Linked DNA regions of Mus musculus: regions 1 and 2 are each linked to region 3. Evidence: chromatin contacts called from public HiChIP or PLAC-seq and promoter capture Hi-C data. All regions are on one chromosome and are shown on one strand. Each heading gives the region's core, a stretch centred on a gene start, on an enhancer-like site or on the middle of the called end of the contact. The rest is flanking DNA. Distances are from core to core; before and after follow the strand shown. Region 1 overlaps Gm39444 (a long non-coding RNA gene). Region 2 has its middle 28 kb from the start of 1700023C21Rik. Region 3 holds the start of Abca8a (ATP-binding cassette, sub-family A (ABC1), member 8a).

Region 1 (2,700 bases), core at 19-2,518, 170 kb before region 3:
TCTGTGTTGTGTAGAGAAGCAAGGGGAGCAGGGCATGAGGAGCAAACCAATCCGCATCATTCCACTGTGGTCTTTGTTTCATTTGTGCCTTCAGGTTCCTGCCTTAGCTCCCCTCTATTAAAGTCTGTAACCTGTAAGGCGAAGTCATCCCCTTTCTCCTTAACTGGACTTGGCCAGCGTTTTACTATAGTGACAGAAAATCAGACTAGGACACATGGTTTAATAGAAATAAAAACCACCAGCACTGTCTTTAATGTCTTGACTGTTAGAAGTAGCTTGCATAAAGCTTTTGGTAGAGAACAAGGCTGTCTTTGTTTTATATTGGGTTTCAATATTTGTCCTAAGTTGCTTCTCTTCACTAGTCTCAGAAGCTCTTATAGCTTACTGGACTCCTCTACTTCCTTTGAATATAATGTCCTGACCTTTCACACGCTGGAGTTCCATCAGGTTTTTTATGATTCGAGTGGTGGAAGATCCACCTCTCCCTTCATTCTCACCCTCTGACACCATCCCTCTCCCTCGTAGACCCCATCTTTCCCTTCTTCTGCTTTCTTTGCCAGCAATCTCTGTCTCTGGGCTCTCTTAAGAGACCTGGGATCCAGGCTCTTGGACCACATTCCATTCTAAATTCCTGTGTTTGAAACATCAGACAGGCAACACAATGCTTCAGAAGTCTGTGTCCACCGATGCAGCAACCCCCACAAGTGTAAATATCTTTACTATTCAAAAGTCCTTATCAGCGAAGCAAAGGAAGAGGTCATTCACAAAGGAACACATGGAGTTTATATCAAGTAGAGGCAGAATGTCATTGCCAGACAGCTGCAACTAAGTGCTTAACAGCTGTGGTTTGGGTTTCACAATAACCAAAAACAAAACCAAAAACAGAACCCCAGTAAAATCTGATGGCTGATGGCCAATAACTGTGGCTGTGGCCATTATACAAAGAGTCAGATGACCTTTGGTTCAGAATGGCACAGATCTGAAGACAAGTCACTCTAGGTATCTCTTTGTTTTCTCCTTCCTTATCCTCTTCCCAGTCTTTCTAGATGATTACCACTTAAATGATTACCTTGTGAGTTACTGGTCTCCACCGCCTCCAAATCACAATAGAATTAAGCTACTTACTGTATTTGAGCTGTTTTCCTAGTTATTGGCTTGCTGCCATTCCATTTGAGGCGGACTTTGCCAGTTTCTTTTGAACCCCAGAAACCCACAGACTGTAACTAGAAGGGCCAGTTAGTCACCACTAAAGAAATGTTTGCAGACTCTTGGTCAAACAGGTCACCTTTGGCCATGTGCCTTGTATTGAAGTAAGAACAATTTATCTTTGATAACCCTCCAGTTGCTTTCCAGTAATTTTGTTCTGCTCTCACCCATAAGCCTCCAATGATTCCTTCAAATTCAAGGATAAATGTCTTTCAGCTCACATTCATAAGACAGGCTAATTCCAAAATGCATCTCCTTATCTTTAAACATTAAAAAGATTTTAAAATTTATTTATTATTTATTGGTGTGTGTGTGTGTATGTATTTGTGCAGATAAAGGGCAGAAAAAGATGTCTGATTCTCTGGAGCTGAAATTAGAGTCACCCAAAGTGGGTGCTAGGAACTGAACTGGAGTTCTCTGGAAAAACGACTAAACCATCTCTCCAGCCCTTCCTTAAAATATTGCAGTGAACACTTCTGTTGATAGCATGCAGCATGGCATTCTATAATGTTATTTTGTTATCTTTTTGCTTCATACCACATAGGTATGATTTCATTTCTGATTGAATTTGGAGCACGTTGGGAAGGGTCTGGGGTTTCTACACCTGCTGCTTTCCAAACCAAATTAGCATGACATTGAAGCTGTTTGGAGCGATGAGAAGATCAATTGTCAGTAGGACCCTGGGTAAGCTCTTTAGCTATTGTATGATTTTGATTAATCTACTGATCTCTGAACATTGACTTACAGAAATAGAGAAGAAGAAATGTCTAGTGTCTGGGATTCTACTGTAACAACATAGTGTGTTAAGGTTTGGTAGGATTGGATGCTCTATTCTAATCATATATCCAGAAAGCTCCCAGCTTGGCATTATATTCCTTGGGATTCCAAATTGCTACATCTTTCTAGATAATGAAAAAGGTCAGTTAGATATGCAAACTTAGTCTCAGGAAAATACAATCACAATATATGTCTTCTTCTTTTATGGTGATATACATGAATGGGGACAGAGGGTTTTATAGGCATATATTTTTCACAACCTATCTTTGTAAGGGTTCAATCTCCCTTCTATCCCATCACCCACCAGAAGTAGTGGAAAAGAAAGGTAATTAGGAGACAGGGGAAGTGGACATGTTTAGAAATAGTTCTTTGGGGGGTGATTCCAATCATTGTTGTTCTCAGTCCAGTTCACTAGACAAACACAAAACACAAATTAGCATCTGCAATCCGGTCCACTTGACAGACACCACACATGAATTGTCAAGGGCAGTTCAGTTCAGAAGAAACCGTGAGGCTCACCAACCAGCCTGATTCTGTGGAAGAGGCAAGAAGACACAGGGATGTCATGAGAAGTTCTTTGGTAAGCTTTTCTCTATTAAGTCATTACAAAGGAAACGCAGCAATGCAATGCAAGGTGAACCAATACATCCATGTTGCCAGCAGACTGTCAAGGTGGAGCAAAGCGAACCAATGCCCCAGCTCCCATTGTCTGTGGGC
Region 2 (2,700 bases), core at 78-2,577, 220 kb before region 3:
CTTGTGGAGGTCAGAAGAGGATGTTAGACTCCCTTGATCTGGAACTAGGGACGGCTGTAAGTCACCATAGGAGTACTAGGAAGTGAACTTAGGTTCTCTGCTAGAGCAACGAGTGCTTTTAACCACGGCACCATCTTTCCACACTCCACCTTCCAATTTGCATATATTCTTGATCAACCTGCCTTTATAATGAGTAGACTAGAGATTTCAGTTCCTGGGTCTCAGGTCTCACATCTCCCACTGTCCCCTGCCTCCAAGTCACAGGAGTCATTTTAAGTGTGTTCAGACAATTAAAAGAAAATGACTGATGTGTCCAGTAACATTGGCAGCTGAGGGTCTTTTGCAAGAGTCTTCTTCCTAGAGGTTGAGCCTATATCTGAGCTAGACCAGCAGAAGCTCTTCAGAAGAAACACAGTGATTATTAAAGGGAACCGTCCCTGGTTAGATCTGAATGCAGTTCAAGCTGCTACTTCCCAAGAAACCAGGATCAAATACTGGGGAGACACATTTTTGGTCCACCTTCATCAGGAGCAAATTCATGCCATAGCTCTGCTAAAAATAAGAAGCCCATCAGAGCCGGGCGGTGGTGACTTACACCTTTAATCCCAGCACTTGGGAGGCAGAGGCAGGCGGAATTCTGAGTTCGAGATCAGCCTGGTCTACAGAGTGAGTTCCAGGACAGCCAGGTCTACACAGAGAAACCCTGTCTCAAAAAAAAAAAAAAAATAAAAATAAAAAAAAGAAAGAAATCCATCAGAATATTTTCCAGATTCGACCAGAAGATGGCGCAATCTGAAAACTAATTTACGCATCTCCACAAAACAAGGTTTTTTTCCCCGCACTAGGGTCTCACAGAACCAAGTATTACAAAACACAGTTTTAAAATGCTTATTATATATCCTAATATCCTAAATATCATGATAATTCTTTGCATTCCTTGGTGGGGAGTATTTCTATGAAAAGGTTTTTTGGGGGAATGATACAAATAAGGCAAGCCCCCCCCCAATCTTTGCACATTCTGGAATTTTAGAACATGTTCCCAGATTCCTATAGGGAAGGGTACATGAACAAAGGACTCCTCTGTGGCTGTAAATAAGAAGCTGGGTTGGGGCTGGGAGGAGGAGCGCGCTCTAGAAAGAACCGATTTCATGGCCGGAGCTCTGTGACCTTTTCCTGCTGCCCCAGAGGGACAGAAGCTTCCTGACTGCTACAATCCAACCATTTGGTTTTTCTTACTCTCATGGAATTTAAGAGTTGGATGGGACTCTTGAGAACATTTGGTCCAAGCCTTCTCCCGGCACGGAAGTCGTTCTCATTATCTCCCTGGCCACAGCAAGAAACAACATCTGTCCGAACCTCACCACAGCCATCCCATTTCCGTGCGGCTCTGGGGGGCGGGGTAGCCTCGGAAAGACGGGGTGGGGGGGGAGAGGGGGCTAGCCTCTTCCGCTGTACTGATAATGATAATACTTCACGAATGTGGTACGTACACACTTCCTCATTGAAAACCAACATTCCTCTAAGGGATGGGGTACGTTGTGGGTCACACAATAAGCAAACCAGATTGCATAACTCCCTCTCCTGAATTCCACAGCCAGCATCTGAGGAGGGTACTATTGTTTCCTTGTGTGAGAATGAGGGACTTGGTGCTCAGAGAGATTAAGTCGCCTGCCATCAGAAAACTCGGCACATAAAGAGTAATCGGTGATGGTCGTCACCAGAGGCTTGCCATGAAGGGTCTAACCCGAAGTTCATGCCTTCAACTCTGCTATTCATGCATCTCTGTGTGACAAAGGGCCACCAGAGCCCTCACTGGGTACATCTACCTCACTGAGGCACCTAGCTCATTCTCCCACGGCTGCTCAGCAATGTGTCTAAGCTCTCTACCTTCTGATTCACGAGAACCCTCCAGGTATCACATACTAAGATCGTGCCTATCACTAGCCCTATCTTTCTAACTGTCCTCTAGAGAGATGAGGCCCGGGGACATGGTTCAATGGGTAAAATACTCGCCTCAGAATCATGAGGATCTGATTTTGATCTCCACAACCCAGACAAGAAGCCAGGCTCTGTGGCTGTGATCCTAGTTCCGGGGAGACAAAGACAAGGCAGATATCCCTGGAATCCATAGTCCAACCAATGTAGGAGAATTGGTGAGAGACCCTGCCTTGAACATTAAGGTGGAGAGTGGCTGAGGGAGACACTTGGCATTGACCTCTGGCCTCCATATGTACAAGTGTACATGAGTGCATACGAATGCACAAATGCAACTATAGCTGTCAATCATCTACCTTACTGCCCCTTGTAAATCACTAACCCCCATGGAGTCCTGTTTTCCTAGTCTGTAGGCCTCATTGTACGGTGTTGTAATCTTCTGTAACTCACTGGACATCTGCCTTCCCCATTAGACTCTGTGAGGGCCAGAGTTACTTTGTTGTTATCATTTCCCTGGGGCCTCATCCAGTTCCCTGAATGGCGCAGCTGTTCAGTTGATAACATAGCCAGTCTACCGATGGGAATAATCAGACCTTCATTCCTCCTACACAAGATAATTGTGAGAAACAAAGAAGGGGTCTGCTCATGAAAAGCACCGTGTTCTGTTAAAACCAAGCAACCAACCAACCAAGCAACCAAGCAAGCAACCAAGCAACCAACCAACCAACCAACCAACCAACCAACCGAACAAACAAAACAACACCA
Region 3 (2,700 bases), core at 132-2,631:
GATATTGCCATACAGATAGAGAATAGAAGTTTCCCTGCATGATGCTATCATCCCAGTCATGAGACAAGTTCAAACAGAGAAATGCCTATTTCCCAGGATAAAAATTCAGGTGTAGAGTTGATGGGACAGTCCCATTGGGCAGTAGTTGCACAGTAGCCACTCACAGCTTATTTCCAGAGAAGAAAACAACACATGGTTATATAATAAGGCTCAGAGGCAAGTCTTCGTACAAAAGGGTGGAGAAAAGATATCAGAAAGCCTTTTGGGCTGACAAATGGAGAAGAATGTAGTATTAGCAAAAACAAATAAATAAATAAATAAATAAATAAATAAATAAATAAATAAATAAATGTTTTAAGTCAGGGTGTCCAGAAGCCCCAAGAATTGCTCCGGGCAACGGGAACATTCTTAGAGAGATGGGATAACTTGAACCAGTCAAGGGAGCAGCCACAGCCCTTTGTAGCCAGAACTAAGACTAACTCTCTATCTCAGAGTTCCACTGCAAATCAGCCATGCAGCATAAATAAGCTCGGTAAAACGTCCCTCTTGTTTGCTTTTCCTTCCTTCTCTGGTTCCTAGATCCATGCTAGCTCATGTACAAGTAAAACTGAAGGCTTTGCTTCAGCGTGAGTGAATGTTATTGACTCTGTGCCAATCAACAAAACCCTGTTTACTGCAAACTCCTGCCGACAGCAAAGGGTATGACATTTGAAGTAATGCCATTGTAGTGAAGTGGCACATGCCTCAGTATGATTCAATACATCATACCCAACAAATAAAAACGTGCAGGAAAGAATCTTATGTTAAAAACAAAACAAAACAAAACAAAACAAAACCAACAAATAGACAAACAACCTGTAAGTCTGAGAATAACAGGCTGAGACATAAAAGCATTTCTCTAAATGCCATACTAAAGACTTCTCAGGATTAGAGAGAAAGTGTATTGGAAATGCCTGCCAGTTACTGTACAGTTCATGCACATGTGTGTGTCTAACTGCAGCTGGGCAGCAGATTCACATTCATATTCACACAGAAAATGCTTCCAGAAGACCTGCTTACATTTCTCACCATTACTAACACATTACAGGCACATTCCCACATCTTTACTTAAAACTAGAAAATATGACAATGTCTTTAAAACTACCCACAACTTCCCCTTGCAGACCACAGGAAAATAAACCCAGAAACACTAAAACTCTGTGCAGAAAAATAAATAATAACTTCTCCCTAAAAAGTTCTCATTGAGTAAATGAAATCTCACTTATAGTTACGTAATACAAACCAAACAGAAGCAAAAAGGAACTTACATTTGGAATGTCCGAAGAAAGTATCCTGAGTCTTGGCTTACCTCTGTTTCCCCACTCCAAGAGAATGGGTTCTACTTCTCCCCGGTCTCTATCACATCTGTATTGCTTTCATTCTGTTTGCCTGTTTTGAGCATTCCCAGTCAGCCTGACTGCTTTTGGAGGAAGATTGTGGTTGTAATTTTCTTGGCCTGCTGAGCACTGTATTCACGTGACCATTCTCGAACAAATCTCTTTTTTATTGACTTCCAGCCAGTTCCCACAGCAGAGAATTGCCAACCCTACTCATTTGACTAATTATAGTGTCAGAAAAATCTGTGTTGCCGAGGGAGTCCAAATTTGTAACTTTTCTGGGCCCTCCCCCAAAAGAAATTGACAGATTTCAAAAAATAAAATAAAATAAAATAAAATAAAATAAAATATTGTCCCTTAAAAGGCTCTGAGCTCTGGACTTATTCTGCCATGTTGAGGCAGATATTCTAATTATGTTTCAAACAGCCTAGAAAGCAATATCTTGATTTTTTTCCTATATCATATCTTCCATCCTGTCCATTTCCTCAGTTCCTGCTCTGGCCAGAATCAGTCAATAGACTCCATCTTTAAAATGTGCTCAACATTATGTGTTGTGTTTTATAAAAAAGAAGAAGAAGAAGAAGAAGAAGAAGAAGAAGAAGAAGAAGAAGAAGAAGAAGAAGAAGAAGAAGAAGAAGCAGCAGCGAAGGGTATGTTTGGTAGAGGTGCGATATGGTGTCGGGGAAGGGGATGCCTCTGGGGGCCCATGCTGAGGCATCCCTTCCCCCTGAGGTACCAGTTATAGTATAGTATAGAATAGAGTTTATTCATGGCATGGGGAGGGGGAGTTGAGGGAGTAGAGATAGAGAAAGACAGAGAGAGAGAGAGAGAGAGAGAGAGAGAGAGAGAGAGAGAGAGAGAGAGAGAGAGAGAGGAGTAGAGGCCATGAGCACAGGGAATGGCGAGAGAAGGGTCAAAGGGGAAAGAGGATAAGAGAGCAAGAGAGCAAGAGAAGTGAGTGAGGAGGGGTTGAGCAGCCCCTTTTACAGTGAGTCAGGCACACCTGGTAACTGTAGCCTAGAAGAAATGCTAACGTTATGGGTCTTGGGAAGTATGGCTCAGAACAACATTCACTCAGAACAACATTCAGCTACGTATAGGAGATTGAAAACCAAAAGTAAGGCAGCCTAAAAGGACCCGAGTTAGACAAGTCACAGCTTAATAGAGAGATTTTAGTAAGAAGGGAAGCGTGAGCCACTGCCCAGCTAATATTTAGAAAATTCTTTTTCGTTTTCATAGCTAGAAAGAAAGAAAAAAAAAACCAAAAATTAGTTTCTGTGTGTCAGTGAACTTTGAAAATACGAGTCTTCAAAAACTACTTATG

The links. Promoter capture Hi-C pulls out the DNA fragments that hold promoters and counts their contacts. HiChIP or PLAC-seq counts read pairs in DNA pulled down with a chosen protein or histone mark.
Region 1: a contact with region 3 is called in a promoter capture Hi-C map of liver. The contact joins the enhancer-like site here to the promoter of Abca8a in region 3. A contact is called at or near these places in 16 of 39 promoter capture datasets (the 3T3-L1 cell line, 3T3-L1-derived adipocytes, the C10 cell line and 7 more), 1 of 484 Hi-C or Micro-C datasets (nephron progenitors), 2 of 115 datasets of contacts at active chromatin or transcription factors (extraembryonic endoderm stem cells and pancreatic cancer cells) and 1 of 9 other capture datasets (adipose tissue).
Region 2: an H3K27ac HiChIP or PLAC-seq map of heart atrium shows a contact between it and region 3, with 5 times the contacts expected there. The contact joins the enhancer-like site here to the promoter of Abca8a in region 3. A contact is called at or near these places in 23 of 39 promoter capture datasets (the 3T3-L1 cell line, 3T3-L1-derived adipocytes, the C10 cell line and 14 more), 2 of 15 datasets of contacts at CTCF or cohesin (the NIH/3T3 cell line and embryonic stem cells), 69 of 484 Hi-C or Micro-C datasets (the AML12 cell line, the BV-2 cell line, the C2C12 cell line and 30 more), 7 of 115 datasets of contacts at active chromatin or transcription factors (bone marrow-derived dendritic cells, embryonic forebrain, embryonic stem cells and 4 more) and 2 of 9 other capture datasets (adipose tissue and macrophages).

The regions. Positions count from the first base shown.
Region 1 is chr11:109,926,298-109,928,997 of GRCm38.p6, forward strand. Gm39444 (a long non-coding RNA gene) reads right to left here. Exons shown (of 2, transcript XR_880288.2): 2 at 1,508-2,516. Among named protein-coding and RNA genes, the nearest start is that of Gm39444, 2.9 kb to the right of the region's middle. Within about 2 kb of position 1,269, at least 23 of the 459 cell types and tissues checked have an H3K27ac peak or open chromatin away from gene starts, as enhancers often do. A contact at or near this core is called in adipose tissue and liver, where this site is marked.
Region 2 is chr11:109,872,769-109,875,468 of GRCm38.p6, forward strand. No RefSeq gene overlaps it. Among named protein-coding and RNA genes, the nearest start is that of 1700023C21Rik, 28 kb to the left of the region's middle. Within about 2 kb of position 1,328, at least 35 of the 459 cell types and tissues checked have an H3K27ac peak or open chromatin away from gene starts, as enhancers often do. A contact at or near this core is called in adipose tissue, cochlea, fibro-adipogenic progenitors and 2 more, where this site is marked.
Region 3 is chr11:110,094,556-110,097,255 of GRCm38.p6, forward strand. Abca8a (ATP-binding cassette, sub-family A (ABC1), member 8a) reads right to left here and starts at 1,382. Exons shown (of 39, transcript NM_153145.4): 1 at 1,308-1,382.